Regions from separate parts of the Ovis aries genome. Here region 1 is linked to region 2. Evidence: chromatin contacts called from public Hi-C data. All regions are on one chromosome and are shown on one strand. The core of a region is the stretch at or near the end of the contact, and the rest is flanking DNA. Distances in the headings are between cores, read along the strand shown.

The links. Hi-C and Micro-C count contacts between places; a contact is called where the count stands out from the background.
Region 1: a contact with region 2 is called in a Hi-C map of hypothalamus, with 3 times the contacts expected there. The contact joins the promoter of ORAI3 here to the enhancer-like site in region 2. A contact is called at or near these places in 9 of 16 Hi-C or Micro-C datasets (blood, hypothalamus, liver and 4 more).

The regions. Positions count from the first base shown.
Region 1 is chr24:27,598,774-27,605,489 of ARS-UI_Ramb_v3.0, forward strand. It overlaps ORAI3 (ORAI calcium release-activated calcium modulator 3), which reads left to right and starts at 3,923. Exons shown (of 2, transcript XM_012104397.4): 1 at 3,923-4,372. The coding sequence starts at 4,145. It overlaps FBXL19 (F-box and leucine rich repeat protein 19), which reads left to right. Exons shown (of 12, transcript XM_060405843.1): 11 at 1,410-1,628; 12 at 1,734-2,022. The coding sequence ends at 1,912. It overlaps LOC121817839 (a long non-coding RNA gene), which reads right to left and starts at 1,816. Exons shown (of 2, transcript XR_006057904.2): 1 at 1,702-1,816.
Region 2 is chr24:27,463,706-27,471,044 of ARS-UI_Ramb_v3.0, forward strand. All of the region lies in intron 5 of BCL7C (BAF chromatin remodeling complex subunit BCL7C), which reads right to left. Among named protein-coding and RNA genes, the nearest start is that of BCL7C, 20 kb to the right of the region's middle. Within about 2 kb of position 1,831, at least 1 of the 54 cell types and tissues checked has an H3K27ac peak or open chromatin away from gene starts, as enhancers often do. A contact at or near this core is called in hypothalamus, where this site is marked.

The DNA.
Region 1 (6,716 bases), core at 2,673-5,172, 140 kb after region 2:
AACCAGCAGCCCAGGGAGATACAGAAGTCAGTCTCTGTCTGTCTGTCTCTCTCTCGTTTTTTCTTTTTCTCTCTCCTCTAATCGGAGGGCCACTGGGCTAGGGGCAGGCTGCCACTTAGCCGCTACCTGGCCTACAGTGCATGCTCAGGCATAGTTAAAAAAATGGAAATGCAGGATCATGGTAGATACAATATAAAGGAAAGCTTTGGGGGCAGGGATGAAGGGTGGGAGCTCTTCTACCCCAGAGATGGAGGAAGGGGAGTTCTCTGAGCTCAGACGGGAAAGCCAGGGACCCTGGCCAAGCAGGGGACTAAACACAGGTGGCCTTGGGCAGGGTCCCCTGTGGAGTTTGGCTCAAGTGTTTCTGAAGGAGGGAGAGGAATTTGGAGCTGAGACAGGGGTGAGACCTTGTAGGAACTCAAATGTTCTCCCAAGTAGATTAGACTTCTGAGGTGCCCTTGGAGAGTTTTGAGCAGAAGAGGGATGTGGTCTCATATATTTGAGAACTGCTCTTTTTTTTTAAATTAATTGAGTATAGTTGCTCTACAGTGTGGTAGTGCGGTGTTAGTTTCTGCTGTACAGCAAAGTAAATCAGCTATATGTATACAAATACACATCCCCTCTTTTGGGGATTTCCTTCCCATTTAGGCTGCAAGAAAGCACTAAGTAGGGAAGCTTCCATGAGCTGTACAGTAGGTTCCCGTTGTTTACATATTTGATACACAGTGTCAGCAGTGTATCTGTGTCAAGCCCCAGCTCCGGGTGTCACCCCGCCCCCCTTTCTCCCTTGTGAGAATTGCTCTTTCGATAAGTGAGGAGGTAGGACAGGAGGCCGTCCTGTTGGGGATGTCATTTGTTGGATGAGTGACTATATATTGACAAGCATCTATATCCCAGGTCCTGGGCATAGATCAAGACACAAAAATTCCTGCCTTGCTGGAAGTGGCATTCTGGTACAAGGGTCCCCAACCCCCAGTGTCACTCCCCATGGCTCCCCGTTGCTCCCATTACCACCTGAAGCGTCCCCCCCTCCCTCAGCCCTGTCCATGGAAAAATTGTCTTCCATGAAACCAGTCCCTGGTGCGAAAAAAGGTTGAGGACTGCTGTTCTAGTGGGAGAGAGAAAAATACGTCAGTGAAGGCTTTGGAGCACGTGGAATGTTATAGTTCCGAATGGCATAATCGTGGAGGGCCTCCCTGAGGAGGCAGTGTGAGCAGTGGACAGATGAAATGATGGCAGCTTGTGTGGGTTTGGGGGAGAAGAGCAAGCCATGAGCCACTCAGAAAATGCAAATCGAGGTTCCTTTAGAGTGGGAGCAGGTCGGGGGTGGTGAGGGAGGAGGGTGCAGATGTAGCCGGTGCGGGGATGGGAACGGCCCACAGTGGTGACCTCTTCTCTGCCTACCACAGGGCAAACGGAGAGCCGAGGACGGCTGCAGGGGGTAGCAGAGCTGCGCCTGGCCGGCCTAGAGCTGACGGACGCCTCCTTGCGGCTCCTGCTGCGCCACGCACCCCAGCTGAGCGCCCTGGACCTGAGCCACTGCGCCCACGTTGGGGATCCCAGTGTCCACCTTCTCACGGCCCCCACCTCCCCGCTCCGAGAGACCCTGGTACACCTCAATCTCGCCGGTAAGCGCCGTCCCTTATCTCTCCATCCTTCTAGCCTCCTGGGCCCTGTGATCCGGGTGGACCCCTTGCTCACCTTCTGGTCTCAGCTGCCGTCGCCCCCCTCAGGTTGTCACCGCCTCACGGACCACTGCCTCCCGCTGTTCCGCCGCTGCCCGCGCCTCCGCCGACTCGACCTGCGCTCCTGCCGCCAGCTCTCCCCGGAAGCTTGTGCCCGGCTGGCAGCCGCCGGGCCCCCTGGCCCCTTCCGCTGTCCAGAAGAGAAGCTGCTTCTCAAGGACAGCTAGTTGGGTGCCCCCCACCCTCCCCCAGGACTCATCAGGAGCCTGGACCTCAGGCCTTCATTTCACCCCTGCCAGGAGGCCAGGTCACCCACCTCATGACTTGGTATTCCTGAGTTTTACGACTTGGGGTTCCTGCCCAGGGACTCGAGCCAGCCTCCCCCACTCTCTACCCCCTGCACTGAAATCTCTGGGGGTCTCTTCTTCCCATCCCCTCCCCCTTCCACCTGCTTCATCGTCCATCCCCTGGGGGAAGCGGGTCAGAGGTACTGGGGGCCGCTGAGCCAAAGGGCTGGTGGGAGGGGGGTTGAGGTGCAGTTTGAGGTGGGGCGAATGGGGAGAGTATCTGCACACAAGATGCTGGGAGCAGGGGCCTGGGGGAGGTGGAGGATGGGCTGGGGGGTGGGGGGCGGGCAGAGAGCAGACCATCAGGGGTTCAGGGAACAAAGACCAGATACTTGGAGTTGGGGGGGTAGGGTGGGGGGGCCAAAAAGGGAAACCAGAGGAGCAATTGGGGATCCAGGTGTCAGAGATGAGGGGATTCGGGGAACCAGGGGAAAGCAACAGGGCTGAGTGAGGGGCGGGGGGCAAGAGCAGGTGCAGGGGGGCAGTAGTAGCCTCTCGGGCCACCCCTCTCCTTCCTCCTCCCCGGATTTCAGTTCCTTCTCCCCAGCCCTGACTCCTTGAACGTCACTGACAATGGCAGCTATCTTGAGGAGTGGGGCCCGCGGGCCTACCCGCTGTTCAGCGCGCCCTGGGGAGTGGTGAGGGGTACCCCCGCCCCCTACCTGCCTCCCCGCACTATACTTGAACATTCATCTGTACTGAAGTGTTACTTGAACCGGGGGAACCTCGGACCTGGGGGAGCCAGAGCTTAAGGGGACGGGACCAGCTTGGACTGAGACTGGACTGGTGGACCACCCAGTTCGGACTGGACCACCCCAGGCTCTCTTGCTTTACTGTATTGAGCAGCTCCACCCCTCCTGACCCTGAGGTGGGGGTGGGGGGTGGTGGGCCAGCCCAGTGATGGGGAAGATGGGACTCCTCCAGCTTGGCTCTTCCCACTCTTTCATCGTCATGGAACCTTGTATCCCATTTGCCCAGGGAACTGCCACTCCTGGTTGCCATGGAATTAGCAGCCAATGGACACCTCCCAAAGCCAGTGCTAAGGCTGGAAATGGCCCCTCTTAGTTGCCATGGGAACATAGTAGCCTCTTGGCCCTCCCCTGCCCCTACTTCTGCGGGGGCGGGACTTTGGGAGCCAGGGGCCGGGGCAGGGGCCAGGTCCCGCCCCTCAGCCTGGGTCTCCCTGGGGAGCCAGACTGGACCATATTGGGGAGGGGGGAATATCCACATACCTCAGGTAACAGGGAGGTGCACGGGTGGGGGGGGAGGGACTGGGTGGACCAAAGGCCGGAGGGGAGGGGGTCCTGGGGATTCGCAGAAGGCTTGAGGATGGGGCCGCTTGGGGGAGGGGGAGGAGGCAGCCCAGCGAGGGATAAGCGGGGGACCCAGCCGGGCTGGGCCCCTGGGCCCCGGATCTGTACAATATGGTTTGCTATAAAACTCAAAATCTTCCAGCCGGGGCCGGCGAGTTCGCGTGTGGTTGTCTGCGGCGTTAGGGATGCCGGGGGTGGGAGTTAGGGGGGGATGACCCGAGTATTCTTTGAGGGTCTGGGAGGATGGGGCTCTTTGGATGGGTCTGGGGCACCTAAGGTCTAAGTGGGCCTCCAGAAATTGAGGCTGCAGGGCCTCCTGCAGTCTTTAGGGTGAGATGGGGTCACTTCCCCCGAGTTCACTGTTCAGGTGAGGGTTAGGAGTCTGGACTGTGCAGGTGTACCTGGAGTGGTCCAGGATCCGGAACTCCCAGTCACGGGCTCGGCGTTCATCACAGTGGGGCTGAGGCACCCAGAGGACATCCTAGGTGGACTGGGGTCTCGGGGTCCCTTGGGATCTCTGTCCACGGTCCCCCGGCTCCACCCCATCATGTGGCCGCCTCAGCTCCGCCTCCGCCCCAGTTCCTGTTTCGGCCTCGGCTGCAGCCCCTAGGGCTCCCCGCAGTCGCCTGCTCTTCCTGCTCCGCCCGGGCCACGTCTTCCTGGGAGCTCGCTGCCCGCATCCCCGCTCGTCCCGTCGGGGCATGGGGCCTTCCCCAGACCTGGGCCCGCCCTGCTGGGGCCTCAGAAGCGACTCGGCTCCGCCTTGACGGACCAGCCCGCTTGGTGCCGCGGCCCCAGGATGAAGGGCGGCGAGGGGGACCCGGGCGAACAGGCCCCGCTGAACCCGGAGGCCGAGAGCCCCGCGGGTTCGGCCACATACCGGGAGTTCGTGCATCGTGGCTACCTGGACCTCATGGGGGCCAGTCAGCATTCGCTGCGGGCGCTCAGCTGGCGCCGCCTCTACCTCAGCCGGGCCAAGCTCAAAGCCTCCAGCCGCACGTCTGCCCTGCTCTCGGGCTTCGCCATGGTGAGGGGAGGGAAGGGGCGCACAGGGTGGGGGTGAAGCCCATGGAGGGGAACGGGTCGGAGGCAAGGTGAACAGGTACCTAAGGGAGACAGGGTGGAGGAGTGGGAAAGACCGGTCTTTCAAAAGGAAAAGTGGGGGGGAGCAAACAAGGTCCCAAGGGACTACGCAAGTGTGTGTGTGTGTGTGTGTCTCCCTCTCTCTCTCTCTCTCTCTCTCTCTCTCTCTCTCTCTCTCTCTCTCTCAATGGGTGTGGGAGTGGCTCCTAGCATAAACTGGGCCCGAGGAGGATAAGCAAATCCTAAACGCGTCACTGGGGACACACATCACGGGGCATACATATACGAGGACAGAGCGCAGAGCTCCAGAAGGGGCAGGACACGCAGAAGTGGTTTCTGGGTCCCCACCACAGGCTCAACAGCAAATCCGAGCTGCTTGGGGCTGAAGGATCACTTCAAGGATGCAGGGGTGAGAATAAACTGGATGGAGTGGTCACCCAACAGGAGGAGGGAGGCCAGGCCCTAGCGGACATGAAGAGTGCTTAGTGGTGGCCTGGGAAAGCTCTCAGAAGATATCTGTGAGGGAGTCTCTGGCGAGAAAGCTGCCTAGGAAGCACGATTCTGGAGATGATAAACTCCAAGTGTGGGCAGATGCTAATCAGCTAACGGTCCAGCAGAGGCCTCACAGGAAGCAGGCTGAGGGAGGTCCCAGGGTGAGAAGACATCAGCAGACACAGGTCCTGGCTCCTTCCTGCCTGTGGCCAGCTGTGTGACCCTGGACAGGCCTCCGCGCCCCCCCGCCCCCCATCGCTGGCCAGTGGGAAATTGTGAGATCATGGAAGGGCACGCCCTCTGAGGCTGGCCAGGGAGCCACCCCAAGCAAGATGAGCTGATTCTTGTCATCAGATCCTGGATCCAGGCACGTCAGAGCAAGACTCGCATCAGAATGGCTGAGACTCCCTGTTGATGGAAACCGAGGCCCAGAGCGGGGCGGTGGCCCAGCAGCTGAAGGGTACAGGAGGAACTGAGACCCAGGGTCGCTGGACTGCTCGTCCAGGATATTCCACCATCATGACAGGAAAAAGGAGAAAATGGGCTAGAGAGGGGTCCTCATGGAAATGGGGATATCAAGATGGGGATAAAAAGGGGCCATAGCCCTGGGTGGTTTGAGTTAGTCCCTGCCCCTCTCTGTGTCACAGCCTCTGTATTTGGATGACTGGCAGGAACGTTTCTATCCCTGAGGGTCATCCTTAGATCTATGGTTTTCTATGTGAGGGTCCTGGATCCATAGGCCAGCTCACCCTGCCCGATGTGGGGTCATCTTGGAACAGGGAATGCTCCCCTTCACCTGTACAGACTGCAGAGAAAGGAGAGCAGCCCTGGGGACCCAGCTGAGGGAGTTGCCCCACCCCCAACCCCCCATGGTCCAGCGTGTTCCCAAGGAGACAATCCCGCCTGCTGCTGAACTTGCAGGTTGCTGAGGTGACAGCTTAAGGGCCAGGACCTTCTCTGCAGGATCAAGAGGCCAGATGAGTAGGTTCTGGGGGCCAGACTGGCTCCAGTCCTGTCAGGGATGAGCAAGTTTGAATCAGGCTCCAGGAGAAACCAAGACCAGGCCTGGCCCAGATTGCTGTCTGTAGAAAACTGCTAACATCCGCTATGGCCCAATTTCCCAAAATACTCAGCCTTGCCTTCCTACTGCTACCCTCCCGGCTCTGTACTTTCCTCCTTACCCCAGCCCAGAGCAATCTAATGGATCCTGCGAGAACCAGGCATGGGGAAAGAACCTGATCCTGGAATTCAGGTGACCTGGGTTAAAATAACATTATATAAATTGTATTGAACCGTCACTAAGTACCAGTATGCTTAAGTATGCTTAAGGTTTTAATGTATATCATCTTCCTGTCATCCTACAAAGTAGGTACTACTACTAAGACTATTTTATAAATGAGAAAACAGGATCAGAAATATTACGACACATCCCTACGGTTCCACAGCAAGTAAGTGGCAGGATTTGAATTTAGTCAGTTTAGCTCTAGAATCCAAATTTATACAACCCTAGAACAAGATCATCAACTCAAATATGTGCAAAGACCACACAGGTGATAATGGATGTCAAGTTGGCTGGGCGGGGACTGTGGCTTTCAAGAGACCGTCATCTCCTGTGCAGAGGGAGCAGCCATGACTCGACTCTGACTGATAGTTGCCGTGCAGGAATATGGGCCTGGTGTAATCAGATCTTCCAAATTTCTGGGAGGATCTAGAAATAGGGATATTTACATGAAATCTCTTGAGTTTTAGAAGTTGGCAACAATTCTTAAAAAAAAAATAAAATGCACTGTCTGAGC
Region 2 (7,339 bases), core at 581-3,080:
CTCAGGTTGCTTGGTCACCCGATATCTGCTGGCTACGTGTTCAGTTCCTACCACGTCCCAAGAGCAAGCCAGAGACTGTTTCTTTTTTAAGCTATAGATTTTTTAAAAAATATTTATTTATTTGCGCTGGGTCTTAGATCTAGTTCCCTGACCAGGGATCGAACCCAGGTCCCCTGCATTGGGAGCTTGGCGTCTTAGCCACTGGACCACCTGGAAGTCCCTTAAGCTACAGATTTTTTAAGATATTTATTTGGCTGCATCAGGTGCTGTGCAACGGACTCTTGAGTGCGTGGGCTCAGTATTTCTGCTGCATGTGGGATCTTAGTTACCCTGACCAGGGATTGAACCTGCGTCCCCTCGTAGCAAGGCTGATTGATTCTCAACCACTGGACCACCAAAGAACTCCTCAGAGACTGTTTCTGAAAAGTAGAACAGTTGTCTATAGGAAAGAGCCTACACTTATCGAAAATCCTGGGTCTGTGCTTTGATTCTACTCTTGGTGCCTGCTGGAATGTCACTGGCTTTGCTGGATCATTGGTACAGAGACAGGGCACCTTGAAAGTGTTATGGAACCTTCTCTTGCCCTGCTCTCTACTCAAAACTGGCATCTCCCAGGGGCCTTTACTAACGAGCTACATTGCCTCCAAAATCCATACATGCCTACCAAGCACTGTTCCTCTTTGAGGGAGAGTAGGTTGTATGAGGAGCAACTGGTCTTTCACCTTGGAGGAGATATCTTTACATACTCTAGGCCACTGAATCTCCAGAAACTTCACTGGAGTGACAGTCCCCTGAATCTTTTTTTTTTTTCTTTGGCTGTGCTGGGTCTTCGTTACTACACGTGGACTTCCTCTAGTTGTGATGAGCGGGGGCTACTCTCTAGTTGTGGTGCGAGGGCTCCTCATTGGAGGGGTTTCTCTTGTTGCGGAGCATGGACTCCAGAGCATGGGCTTCACTGGTTGTGGTGCAGGGGCTTAGTTGCCCTGGAGCATGTCGAATTTTCCCGGACCAGGGCTTGAACTCATGTCCCCTGCATTAGCAGGTGGATTCTCAACCACTGAACCACCAGGGAAGTACCCCCTGAGTCTTTAGAGGGCATTTATCTCCCACCTTCTAGTCTGCATATGTCTATTAGGACAATTAAGGTACTTGTTACTTGCTGTTCATCAGATCCAATAACGTTCTCAATATAGTGGACCAGTGTGGTGGTCTGTGGGATGTTAAGATGATTGAGATCTTTGTAGACAATATTACAGCAGATCAGAATTGACAGATCCCTGGAGCATCCTGAAGATATACAGTGGCATTGCCAGCTACAGAGGAAACTGCTCTGGTGGACCTTGCAAGCTGGTCTGGAGAAAAAGCCAAGTCGCTAGTCAATTACCAAATACCAGGGGAAAGGTACTAAATCTGGGACAGCAGATGCAATTGAAATCATTACCCGATTCAGTTCATGCTGGTCCAGTTATTCTCCATCTGACTTCTGAACAGGCCAGACAGGCAGGTTAAATGGGTATGTGATGTCTCACTACCCCTGCTTCTTTCAGTTCTTTGGCATGAATTTCTGCACTTCTCCCAGGGATGTGGTATTTTTACTGATTTGTTGTCTTTGTAGCAAGTGGGACTTTCACTTAGCCTGTCTTGCTATATTGGTCCCCAGTCTGTGGTTCAGAAAGACTATGTGGGGATTCTCCCACTATGCCAGTTTTCAAGTTACTGCCTCTCAGCTCCAAATTCACGCTTTAGTATTTGCTCTGAGATACTGGACTCGACTATGTACACGTTTCTCCTTGCAGTGAACACGATGTTAAGCTTTGTCAGTAGAGGGCGCTGGAGGGACATTGAAAGAGGAAGATGTTCTTCCTGGTTCTGGTACTGTTGAGGCTTTTTTCTTGCTCCTGTTGCACAGTTTTGCTCGGGCACATGTATGTGGGCACATCCAGTGGTTCCCTGCCTTAGAGGTGACAGTGAGGAGTCCTTTGATAAGCTCACAGCTCCCAACTTGCAACCACATTGCCTTACCTCTCTACCTCCATGCAGACACCACTGACCCCAGACCACACACTGCCTTTGCAGTGACTGGACTCAGCGCTGGGACTCCTTTTGTACACCACCAGTCCTGACCCTCACGCAGCTTTCTCTCACACTGATCTGCAGAGCATACTTTTTCCAACACTTGATGACGGGAGCAGTCTGATATTCTCCAGCATTGTGTTTTTACCAAGCTCACTTTCTCTGATGTTGACAGTGCTTGATTCCTTTATCAGTGCCGCTTTCTCCAGCACCTGGCTCTCACTGAGTGTATATTTTCTACCATGTGACTCCGCAGTGGCATGACTTTCTACTGTGCTGATCCCAGTACTTATAAAGCTCTCCAGCACCTGGCTCCTGTAGAGAACACCTCCTGCCATCTTGGTTCTAGCGATGCTCCATGATTAGCAGCTTTACCTGACACCCCAGAGGGCCGATTTCTAGGAAGTCACATAGGTAAGGCAGTTTGTCCACCAGGTCCTTTCAAATGAAGTCTGATCTCAGCCTGGTGGAAAAGGGATCTTTCTTGGGCTCTCTACATCAGTCCTAAGGATAGTAGCTGATCTTAATATCTAATTCTGTATTTTTTTAGAACTCTCTTTAGCCCTTGTTAGCCATTTCCCTATTATTCCTATCAATAGTTCTTTATGTTAAACTTTCCCATGGTAGCTTCTGTCTCCTGGTTGGACCCTGACTGATACAATAATTGTGGGAGTGGTTCTAGGAGAAAGACCCACAGAGATGGGATTTTGCAGTGATACGGTCACAACCTTGAGTGCTGAGCTCTAGTCAATGGGAAATGGGATGCTAATAAACCACACTATGCAGTTGCATCACAGTTAATCAAACTATCACCTGTGGCTGATTGTGATGGGGTGCCAACTAGAGCGTATGCCTTGGGAGTCCAACTGGCTGCTTCTCCTGGCTCCTATAGCAGTAGTAATAACTCTAGACTGTGTGGTAGGATGCATTCTTTGCAGTGCACTTGAGTGATTAGAGAGAGAAAATGACAATTGAATTCACTGTCTTGACAAATTTGTTATGGGAAATCTAGGGCATCAATCAGGAAAGAATAGGGTGCAGAAATTTGGAAGGGCGCATCTGGTTAGAATCAGACAAAGGAGACAATATTGAACTCCCAAGTCATTCTGAGTCTCTTTTGCCATTGGAAGTAGCTTGCTCTCCTGTGTCTAATGAAACTAACTTTTCTCTGTTTGAAAACCCTGTGATAAGTTTACCTGGGGCAAATGCCTTGAAAAGGGGTGCTCATTCCACTCAAAATTCATCTCCCCTGCTGCCTATAAGTCTTTCAGTTCAGCTCAGTCGTTCAGTCATGTCCGACTCATTGCAACCTCATGGACTGCAGCACGCCAGGCTTCCCCATCCATCACCAACTCCCAGAGCTTGCTCAAACTCATGTCCATCGAGTCAGTGATGCCATCCAACCATTTCATCCTCTGTCATCCCCTTCTCCTGCCTTCAATCTTTCCCAGCATCAGGGTCTTTCCCAAGGAGTAAGTTCTTTGCATCTGGTGGCCAAAGTATTGGAGTTTCAGCTTCAGCATCAGTCCTTCCAATGAATATTCAGGACTGATTTCCTGAAGGATTGACTGGTTTGATCTCCTTGCAGTCCAAGGGACTCTTAAGAGTCTTCTCAAACACCACAGTTCAAAAGCATCAGTTCTTCAGCGCTCAGCTTTCTTTATAGTTCAACTTTCACATCCACACATGACTACTGGAAAAACCATAGCTTTGATTAGATGGACCTTTGTTGACAAAGTAATGTTTCTGCTGTCTGGGTTGGTCATAGCTTTTCTTGAAGGAGCAAGCATCTTTTACTTCCAAGGCTGCAGTCACCATCTGCAGTGATTTGGGAGCCCCCCAAAATAAAGTCTCTCATTGTTTCCCCATCTATTTGTCATGAATTGATGGGACCAGATGCCATGATCTTTGTTTTTTGAATGTTGAGTTTTAAGCCTTTAACTAGAGTCAAATATCAACATATTCCAGGGGAACAGGTACACATTATGATCCAGGAAGGAACATCTTACACATTGGAAGAATTGTAATACATTGCTAATATGTGGCAGAAAGTGAAGAGGAACTAAAATACCTCTTGATGGAAGTGAAAGAGGAGAGTGAAAAAGTTGGCTTAAAGCTCAACATTCAGAAAACGAAGATCATGGCATCTGGTCCCATCACTTCATGGGAAATAGATGGGGAAACAGTGGAAACAGTGTCAGACTTATTTTTGGGGGGCTCCAAAATCACTGCAGATGGTGATTGTAGCCATGAAATTAAAAGACGCTTACTCCTTGAAAGGAAAGTTATGACCAACCTAGACAGCATATTCAAAAGTAGAGACATTACTTTGCCAACAAAGGTCCGTCTAGTCAAGGCTATGGTTTTTCCAGTGGTCAGGTATGGATGTGAGAGTTGGACTGTGAAGAAAGCTGAGCACTGAAGAATTGATGCTTTTGAACTGTGGTGTTGGAGAAGACTCTTGAGAGTCCCTTGGACTGCAAGGAGGTCCAACCAATCCATTCTAAAGGAGATCAGTCCTGGGTGTTCTTTGGAAGGAATGATGCTAAAGCTGAAACTCTAGTACTTTGGCCACCTCACGTGAAGAGTTGACTCATTGGAAAAGACCCTGATGCTGGGAGGGATTGGGGGAAGAAGGAGAAGGGGACGACAGATGATGAGATGGCTGAATGGCATCACCGACTCAATGGACGTGAGTTTGAGTGAACTCTGGGAGTTGGTGATGGACAGGGAGGCCTGGCATGCTGCAATTCATGGGGTCGCAAAGAGTCAGACGCGACTGAGCGACTGAACTGAACTGAACTGAATATGTTGACAGAAACCTAAGAAGTGCATGAGAATGGGTTTTAAGGGTGTTAGAGCAATGAGGGTAGATTATAACTCTAGCTAGAGCCACATTCATTTATGGGTATATTTACTAAAGATCCCAGATTTAATGAGCTAAGAAGTTGGCACTAAGAAATCACTTGGTTAGCTAACTGAATTTTGGACCTAATAGCAGTCTACACTTAGTGAAGTCAAGATGCTACAGTGTTCCTGGTATCACATAGAAGAGAGAATCTAAAGGCTTAGTGTGATAGATTAGATTTATCATGTGCAATCTGTCAACTGTATTCCGTGAGAGGACCCAGAAGACAATTTCTTTGCTAAAACATTGAAGGGAGCACCTCCATGCTTATAGAGGATATCACTATTTGAGCAGGGGCTCCCTAATATCAGTGGGTGTGATGGGATCTGGGCTTTCCTGGTGGCTCAGACCATAAAGAATCTGCCGGCAATACAGAAAACCTGGGTTTGATCCCTGAGTCAGAAAGATCCCTTGCAGAAGGGAATGGCTACCCACTCCAGTATTCTTGCCTGGAGAACTCCATGGATAGAGGAACCTGTTGGGCTACAGTCCACAGGGTTGCAAAGAGTCAGACACGGCTGAGCAACTAAAACACACATGAGGGGATCCAGACAAGGTAGACACATCAATTGTAAAGGGCAGCAGGGACCACCAGGCAATCTGATTTCTTGGCTAGCAGACGTCTTTGGCAATGGTACTTGACCATAGTTTCTCGGAATGAAATAGATAGGAAACCTACTCCACTACTGTCGGATTTGTTTCCTTTCTGATCTTCTGTCTCGTTATTTTATCCATTGTCAAAAGTATTGAAGTCTTCAACAATTATTACTGAACTGCCTATTTCTTCCCTCAGTTTTGTCAGTTTTCGTTTCAGGTGTTTTGGGGTTCTGTTTTTAGGCGCTTATATATTTATAATTATTATGTCTTCTAGATAGGTCAACCTTTTTATTATCATAAAATATCTTTTGTCTCTAGTAACAAGTTTTGTTTTGAATTCTGTTTTGTCTAGTAATTAGCATAGCCACTCCACATCTCTTATAGTTACTCTTGTATATCTTTTTCTTTTTAGTTTCAACCTATTTATGTCATTGATTATAAAGATGTCATATAGTTGGATCATGTTGGGTTTTTTAAATTAAGATTTTTTTAAATCTGCCAAATCTCTATCTTTTGACTGCAGTGTTTATTTACACCTAATGTAATTGCTAACAGATAGGATTGACATCTGTCATTTTGCTATTTGTTATCTATATGCCTTTCACTTTTTGTTCTTGTTTTTCCACTACTGCTTTCTTTTTGTGTTAAGTATTTTCTAGTATTCCATTTTAATTCCCTTGTTTCTTTTAGCCTATTCTTTTGAGTTACTTTTTCAGTGGTTTCCTTGGGGATTACAATTAACATCTCTACTTAAAGCAATCTAGTTCGTGTTAATGCCAACTTAATTTCACTAGTATGTAAAAAGTTGCTCCTATATAGCTCCCTTCTCTCACGCCTACTTTGTGCTATTATTGCCAAACAGATTACGTCTTGATTTATTATAAGCCCATAAACCCCACTTTACAATTATTGCATTTTGCAGTTGTCTTTAAAACATATTTAATTATAAACAAAATGTATTTATACTGTCTTTTTCATTTACTTACATAGTTTCCTTTACTGATATTCTTTATTTTCTCATGTGGATTTGTGTTACTGTCTAGTCCTTTCATTTCAGCCTAAAGGATTGCCTCTCTATTTCTTGTAGGGTAACTCTGCTAGGAACAAATTCTCTCCATTTTTGTTGATCTGGGAATGTCTTAATTTCACCTTTTTTTTTTTGAAGGATTGTTTTGCTGGGTATAGATTTCTTGGTTGACAGTTTTAATCTTTCAGCACTTTGCATATGTTATCTCACTGTTTTCCGGCCTCCATAGTTTCTGATAGGAAGTTAGCTGTTAATCTTATGGAAGATTCCTTGTATATGATGATTTCCTTTTTCTCTTGCTGCTTTTAGTACTCTGCCTTTTGACAGTTTGATTATGATGTGTCTAGATGTGAGTCTCTGTCAGTTTATCCTACTTTGAGCTTTGTGGCTGTGTAACTTTTTAAAAAATCAAATTTTGGGAAAATTATTTCTTCAAATACTCTTTCTACACAGTTCTCGTCTCTCCTAGGACTCTCATTATGTGTATATTAGTACACCTGATGATATCCCACAGGTCTCTGGGGACACTTTTCTTTTTTTTTTTTTCATTCTTTTTTTCTTTCTGTTCCTCAGACTGAGTAACCTCAATTGACCTGTCTTCAGTGGTATTGATTCTCCTGCCAAGTCAAATCTGCTACAGAGCCCTGTTAACTGAATCCTTCATTTCAGTTGTATTTTTGTATTGTTAAGCTCCAGAACTTCTATTTCTATTTGATATGTATGTGTCTCATAAT